Regions from separate parts of the Triticum aestivum genome. Here region 2 is linked to region 1. A link is a contact called in public Hi-C data. All regions are on one chromosome and are shown on one strand. The core of a region is the stretch at or near the end of the contact, and the rest is flanking DNA. Distances in the headings are between cores, read along the strand shown.

Region 1 (3,471 bases), core at 707-3,206:
CCAGGTACAATGTCAAGAAAATGGAATGCGGTATACAACAAAAGAATAGTGTGTCTTTCAACTTTTGCGGCAGAAAGTGAATGTGAGAATCCACCGAGATTACAAGAGCTATACATTGTACAGGGAGCTAGCGAAATGATTCTGAATCATGGCTTCTCCTTGAGGGTGATCCTAGTTTTGACGCGTCCTGGATTGGGAATTGCAGAACATGAGAACCCATCGAGCAAAACATTTCAATATACTCTAGTTGTTTGTCCTTATAAGCAATGGCAATTAAAAATGCATTTTACACTCCTTGTGTAATACAGTAGAAAATAGATACTATATATTAGGTTAGACAATCAAGAATCAATGGACACAGTAGCTTGTCCCATGAAAACCTACTAAATGACTCAATCCAGCCATAACGATGATAAAACAAAGGGCATGCTCATAACACTGTGTGCAATATACTGCACTGTCGGCAATAATACGTACCATCAGCTTCTTCAAATTCAACTTCTTTAATCACTTCGGCAGCAGCATGGTACTCAAACCTGCAGAAAGAAAACGTTGAAGAACTGGACTAGTACACCAGTAAAAGCAGTACATGTTTGCAGACATCTAAGATTTTGAATCAAAGCCTTTGGCTAGGTGCACTTATTAAAATGAAGCCTTGGGCTAAAATGCGAGACACAAATGTATTATGGTTAACAGGAAGCAATGTGTAAGCTTAATAAATTAACCTTTTACCTGTTAGAGGAAGCCACCTCAGGTTCATACTCAGATGTGCTCTTGATAGCCTTAACTATAACATCAACGATTTCTTTCTTTCTAGTGCTGGCCATTAAACAATCATACTCCGTCGGCACAATGATTGCAAAGAAGTTATCACTGAGCTTGCTTATACATAGCTTATCAACAGCTGCAAGTGCTATTCTTCTCTTCAATATATCAGCATCAGGGTCGACAAGGTAGAGAGCAAAGTCTGTGATCACAAGGATGCGCCTTTTCATCTTTCCTGACTGAGTGAACTTCAGCACCTTGTCCGCAAACAGAACTTTGTTATCCCCTGCAATATATCAAGGATCACTTTACATGCGTATGGACTGAGGTTATGCAGTTTCGAACTTACAATACCGAATGCTCACGGTGTTTTCCATGAACAGGACACTTGCCAGTGACAACCAACAATTGCGATCACTATGGCGCATATCTCTTACAGGGTTATACAGCTAGGAGCCTACGATCATGCGCTAGAGCAGTAGTTCTTAATATTCAAGAATGCATAGAGAAGATACCATTAGTTACTATGTTGCACCCCATAACCTGTGAATGCAGTAATGGTAGAACTGACTAATTTCACAAGTAGGACACTAAGAAAATGACATAAAATGCAGTAGAACTCTAGTCCCTTTTGTTATTTCATACAAAGATACACATCAAAATATTTGATCCAATCGCTCGGCTACCAGGGCTATGCTCGCCGTGTTCAGACAATCCAAGATGTGATTTGACCATTCAAGTTCGTGTAAATTCACACAAAGACTACCGAACGCACCAGATCCATTTCAGAAGACCACCACAAACCGAATCAGTCGATCTCCGATAAGACCACACTCAAAGTATACTACTCGGAAATAATCAATGGTGCAGAAAGAGAGGCACAGCACCTTGCTTGGACAGGATCTTGGCCAGGCACGGGTCGTTGTGCACGCCGATGTAGTCGCCCATGCAGTCGCGGTAGACGGCCGCGCGGCGCCGCACCTTGGCACCCATGAGCATCCCGGCCGCGGGCACCGCAGCCGCTTCGCCGATTGCCACCGCCGGCGGGGCAGGGGGCGGGGCAGCGCGCTCGGGCTCCACCTGGATCCGCCTGAGCGGCCGGAATCGATCCATCGGCGAGAGCGACTTGGGGAAATCACGCAACAGGTGAGAAGGGCTTTTTTTCTTAGAACACACGAAGGGGGCTCTGGCCGCTAGTGAGTTTGAACTTGGGCTTTGTTGCTGCAATGGTTGGGCCGAAGTGATGGGCTTTGCCTGGGCTAAAGTTTAGCTAGGCTGGCCCCTAGAGAACACTGCAATTGCTATGTCACGCTTATTATTTTGCGAGACGGATTTTTTTAACATTAGTACAGACACAAGCGATCATATACAAGCGCATACACTCATCCCTATGAACACATACACGCATACCCTACCCTTATGAGCACCTCCGAAAGACTGAGCCGGCATATCGTCTTGAAATTTACGAAGTCACCGTAGGCACCTCGTCGTCGACGGGAACGTCTCCTCCCACTGAATGCGCATCACCGGAAATCCTGAAATAAATTCAGGAAAAAATGCGAGCACCAGGATTTGAACCCTGGTGGGCTGGAGATACCACAGTCGCTCTAACCATCCAACCACATGTTGGTTCGCTTTGCAAGACCGATGTTGCGGGAGCCCCGCGCGTTGCTGCGGAAATGTGTTACAAAATATTTTATGAGTTTTGAATGTGTGGAATATAAACATTTATATAGGTTAATAACATGTGAAAATTCAAAATACATACAACTTATTGATCATGTATAGTTGTAAACTATTTATTGAAATAAGTTAAAAAATAGAATGAAAAATATGTATCCACACATGGTTACATGTGGTGGTTCGCCTTTGCCTATACATGATTGCATGTTGATGTGTGCCTTTTTCCATCCATAATTATATGGTGATGTGTCATGCTTGTATATTAAAATAAATAAGTTAGTGAGGATGACTCTTTTACGTATATAGGATACCTATTTGCCGCACGCTGCCACAAATTATCGACCACTCGCACAACCTAAGCTTGTAAAATGGGCCGGCCCAAGTAAAGCTTTTGTACGTGCGGGGCAGCCCGGTTTTGGCAAGGTTCCTGACTCGTTTTGGAAATCTCCTCAAGGTTCCTTCACTTTTTTTCCTGTTTTTATCGGTTTTTAGTTTTTCCTAAATTTCAGAAAATGATCATATATTTAAAATTTATTTAAAAATTCAAAGAAATGTTTGTGTTTTCAAAATTTTGATTAAAATTTCAAAAAATGTTCTTTTACTTGAAATTCAGTCACAAATTATCGACCACTCACACATCAAATTTTTGTTTAAAATTAAAAGAAAATGATCCCTTTTAAACAAAAAAATTGTTCACAATTTGAAAAATGATTTGAGTTTCAAAATTTGTACACTAATAATAATATGTTCGGTTATTTAAGAAAGTGTTCGTGGTTTCCCAATTTTTTTTGGAATTTTAGTAGAATTATATATTTTTTAAATGTGTTCACAGATTAAAAACATGTCAGTGGTTTCAAAATATGTTCCGAATTTCAAAAAATGTTCTGGTTTTTCAGAATTTGCTCAAAAATTCAAAACAATCAGGAATTTCAAAAAGTGTTCACGTTTTCAGAAAATGTTCCCATTTTAAAATTTGGTTCACAAATTCAAAATGTGTTTGGGATTTAAAAAATGTTACTCATT
Region 2 (3,471 bases), core at 681-3,180, 210 kb before region 1:
GATTTGCTTTACATGAGGAAGCTTGGATTCATGGAGTGTACTATTCTTCTGGTGCTTCCTTGTTGTTTATGAAAACTTGTTTGGATATGTATGTCTATATGGATATGTTGTTGGAAACTTGTTTCTGGTCATGTATATATGGATATGTTGGACTTTGTTGAACTATGTTGTTGGATTTGATGAAATATGTTGTTGGACATGCTGTTGGATATGTTGGATATGTATGCATGTATATCTGTGTTTGAAACCATGTCTAATTAATTGGATTTAAATAAAAACAGGGGACGACAAAGAGGACACGTGGCAGTCACCTGTGCAAACTGGGAACACTGGCTGCCTATTTGGTCATTTTGCCGTCTGCTGGCAGACGACAAAGTGACCAGCTATGCCGTCCGCCAGCAGACGACAAAGATTCAAACCTCTTTGCCGTCGGCTGGCGGATGGCATAGCTAGACACGTGGCAGCTTCCCAGTGTTGCCTAGCTATGTATCAGAATGATGCATGCGGCCAGTAGTGATACCACGAAATCTCAATGAAAACCCTTTTTAACCAACGACAAAGAAGCTGATTCCAGTAGTGACTTTTGTTGAACATTTTGCTTATTTATTAATAATATGGCCGCATGCATCATTCTGATGCAGAGGCCGGGGCCTGACCCCTTTTTGAAAAAAAACTCAATGCTTTTTACCGCTGTCAATTTTTGAAGCGTTTTTTTTAATGTAAAAGGCAGACAATTATCTGCCTTATGTTTTTTGATACGGTAATTTTTGCGAATTGTAAAGTGATATTTTTCTTTTTGCATTCCACTCGTATATCTAGCTACAACTCACGGTTTACACAGCAACACGTTTCTCAGCCGCATACACGCGCTGCGTTGCGTCAGCCGTCAGTGAACCGGGCGGCATATCTTCTCCTCTGGCCGGACGCGGGGCAGTTTGGTTCGTGTCCACAGCGGGTGACGCCTGGCCTGGGGGCTGCCTGGAATTTCCTGCTGCATGTTTGATTGATGTCCACGAAAAGAGGAAGTACGCCTGGCCTGGACAACGAAACAACCTAGTTAGCCTGGTGGAAAACAAGGCAAGATGATTAGCCTGGTCCAAGGCGTCCTTTTTTGGATGCCTGGACAGCCTGGTGCAGCAGCCTGAAAGTAATTACATATATTAATTGATGTGGTGCAGAAAACGAGGCAAACAGGGAGCAAACAGCGACGGGTTAAAATCCACTAGGCCAGGCTATGAACCAAACACTCCTTCCATATGCTAGCCTGACCAGGCAACTTTTTTTCAGATTCTCACGCCTGGCCAGGCAGCAAAATTTCCCAGGCATGGAGTTCAGGACATGAACCAAACTGCCCCGCAACGCCCGCTTCGTCGCCGCCACGGCTGGAGCTTTCGGCCACGGAGCCGCCCGGCTTTCTCCCGCTCCCCTCTAGCCTCCCTTCCCCAGTTGAGTTAACAAGCATGTACCCCACCCCACCGTGCCCAGACTTTACGGTCGAACGACGAATCACCGCTCTCCCTTTTCCCTGCCACTTTCCCCCCTGCGTGCTTTCCTTCATATTCTGATTAATTATTTCCGTCCCAGGCAAGTAGCGGTGCGGCGCACGAGAAAAAACATGTCGCTAGAGACTGCAAAACAGATCGATGCTCACCCGGTAAACGGCCGACCCTCGAGGCTGCCACGCGGGCCCGAAAGAAGTAGACCCACCTGTCATGCCCTGTAACAGCCATGACGGCGTGGCGGCAGCATGACACGCAGCCCGAGACGTGGTAACTCCATCCGGTTCCCGAAACACGCGGCCCCATGCCCCGCGACCGCGAGGCTAAACCCCCGAAACCCCGCCGTCCGATCGAGATCCGACGTCTGGACGTCGCCTTGCCAGCGTCGCCTTAAACCACACCAGGCCCCTTCGTCCTCGCCAGTCGCCCCCATCCCTCTCAGACCAAACGAACAAAACAGGGGCAGCGCAACGCCTCCTTCGCTAAATACGACTCACGAGTCTTCCACAGTCCCCAGCTCTCCTCAACTGCTCCGCTTCTAATCGCTCGCTCGCTCGCCATGCTCTCTGCGGCCGCGGCCGCCCCGAAACCCTAGGCCGAGCGCCGATGGGCTCCCTCGACAGCGCCGCCGGGTCGGGGAGCTACAAGCGCGCGGCGGCACCGGCGCCGGTGCCGCGCGCCCCGGCGGGCGGCGGAGGCGCGGCGCGGAGGCCGGGCGTGAGATCCAGGCTCGCGCGGTTCGTGCTCGTCGACAAGGTGGACTTCCTTCAGTGGATCGGCACCGCTGCCGCCTTCTTCCTCGTCACCATTCTCGTGTACACCTTCCTCCCCGGATCGGTCGTCGTCGAGAACCCGACGATGCAGCTCCCTTCGCGACGCGCCAGCGGGGGATGGGGGCGGGGCGGGACCGAAGCCGTGCTGCCTCGCGGTCTCGGCGGGCTGGAGAACGGCGAGGGCCTCACGTTCGAGCCCACGAGGCTGCGGGACAAGTGGGCGAGGGAGCGGAGTCAGGATGCTCAGAGCTTGGCGGAGCTCGGGAGACCCGTCAAGAGGGTCGGGGCCCGGAAGCCGCGCCTCGCCTTGGTGAGTTGTTGAGCTGGGCGGTGTTTGAGTTCTGTTTTCTCGCGATTCCGGCTCTGATTTTTTTCATTGCACTTCGTTTAGGTGTTTGGGGATCTCTCTCCCGACGCAATGCAGCTTCAGATGATCAGCGTCGCCTCTGTGCTGGAGGCGATGGGCTACGAAATGAAGGTGCGTGCCTCAACTGCTTTCTTCTGAATACCGGAACGCGTGTTGCCGTCTCTTTATTGTTTCCTTCATTAGTTGGTTTGCTTCGTCAAGTGATATTCCTTGATGGTATACACAGCAAGTTCAGATTCCGTATCTGATGTACTATTCGGTAATGCAACTAATCTCTTAGTTCTAATTTCGATGTTCACACTTCCTAGTATAGCAGTTCCACGAGAGGTAGCATGAGGTATCACTGTCAGTACCTCCTACTTTCCGAGGTGGCAACAATCAAATCTAATTTATGCAGTGCAAGTCTTAGTGATATTTTGTTAGACTAATGGAGTATATCACGCGTATATGTATCCTAATTACCCCTATGTGCGTTATGGTCTTATTATGGAACTCTGTGGACTGTGGTATGCTTGAACGATGGTTGGTGTTCCCCCCCTGAACCCTCCTTCTACCTTTGCGCTTTTTCAGCAAGTTTAATATTTTGATTACTGCTAGTTCATGAGCACTTAGAGATGAAATAGGATCTTTGTTGAAATAAAATCTGTACTATATGCATGGATTATTCATTTCTATTGTTTTGTCTTCTTTGTATGGTGCATGATCATTATGTTGCAGAAACTTTTGCATGTGCATAGGTTCTAAAGTGCTGTGTTAAGTTTATGAGCCGAAGAGTCGAGTCTTTTTGCCGGGGTGCGATGCATAGACTAGTGGCCATGCTTGCTACAAATAC

What was found. A called contact is a pair of places that touch in the nucleus more often than the background predicts.
Region 2: a Hi-C map of leaf shows a contact between it and region 1, with 4 times the contacts expected there. The contact joins the promoter of LOC123078600 here to the promoter of LOC123078597 in region 1. A contact is called at or near these places in 4 of 5 Hi-C or Micro-C datasets (leaf, root and an unstated tissue) and 1 of 1 datasets of contacts at active chromatin or transcription factors (leaf).

Annotation. Positions count from the first base shown.
Region 1 is chr3D:312,945,184-312,948,654 of IWGSC CS RefSeq v2.1, reverse strand. LOC123078597 (myosin IB heavy chain) reads right to left here and starts at 1,956. Exons shown (of 4, transcript XM_044501155.1): 1 at 1,653-1,956; 2 at 733-1,051; 3 at 478-536; 4 at 1-187. The coding sequence starts at 1,878. The coding sequence ends at 147.
Region 2 is chr3D:313,158,189-313,161,659 of IWGSC CS RefSeq v2.1, reverse strand. LOC123078600 reads left to right here and starts at 1,930. Exons shown (of 14, transcript XM_044501159.1): 1 at 1,930-2,582; 2 at 2,664-2,750. The coding sequence starts at 2,106.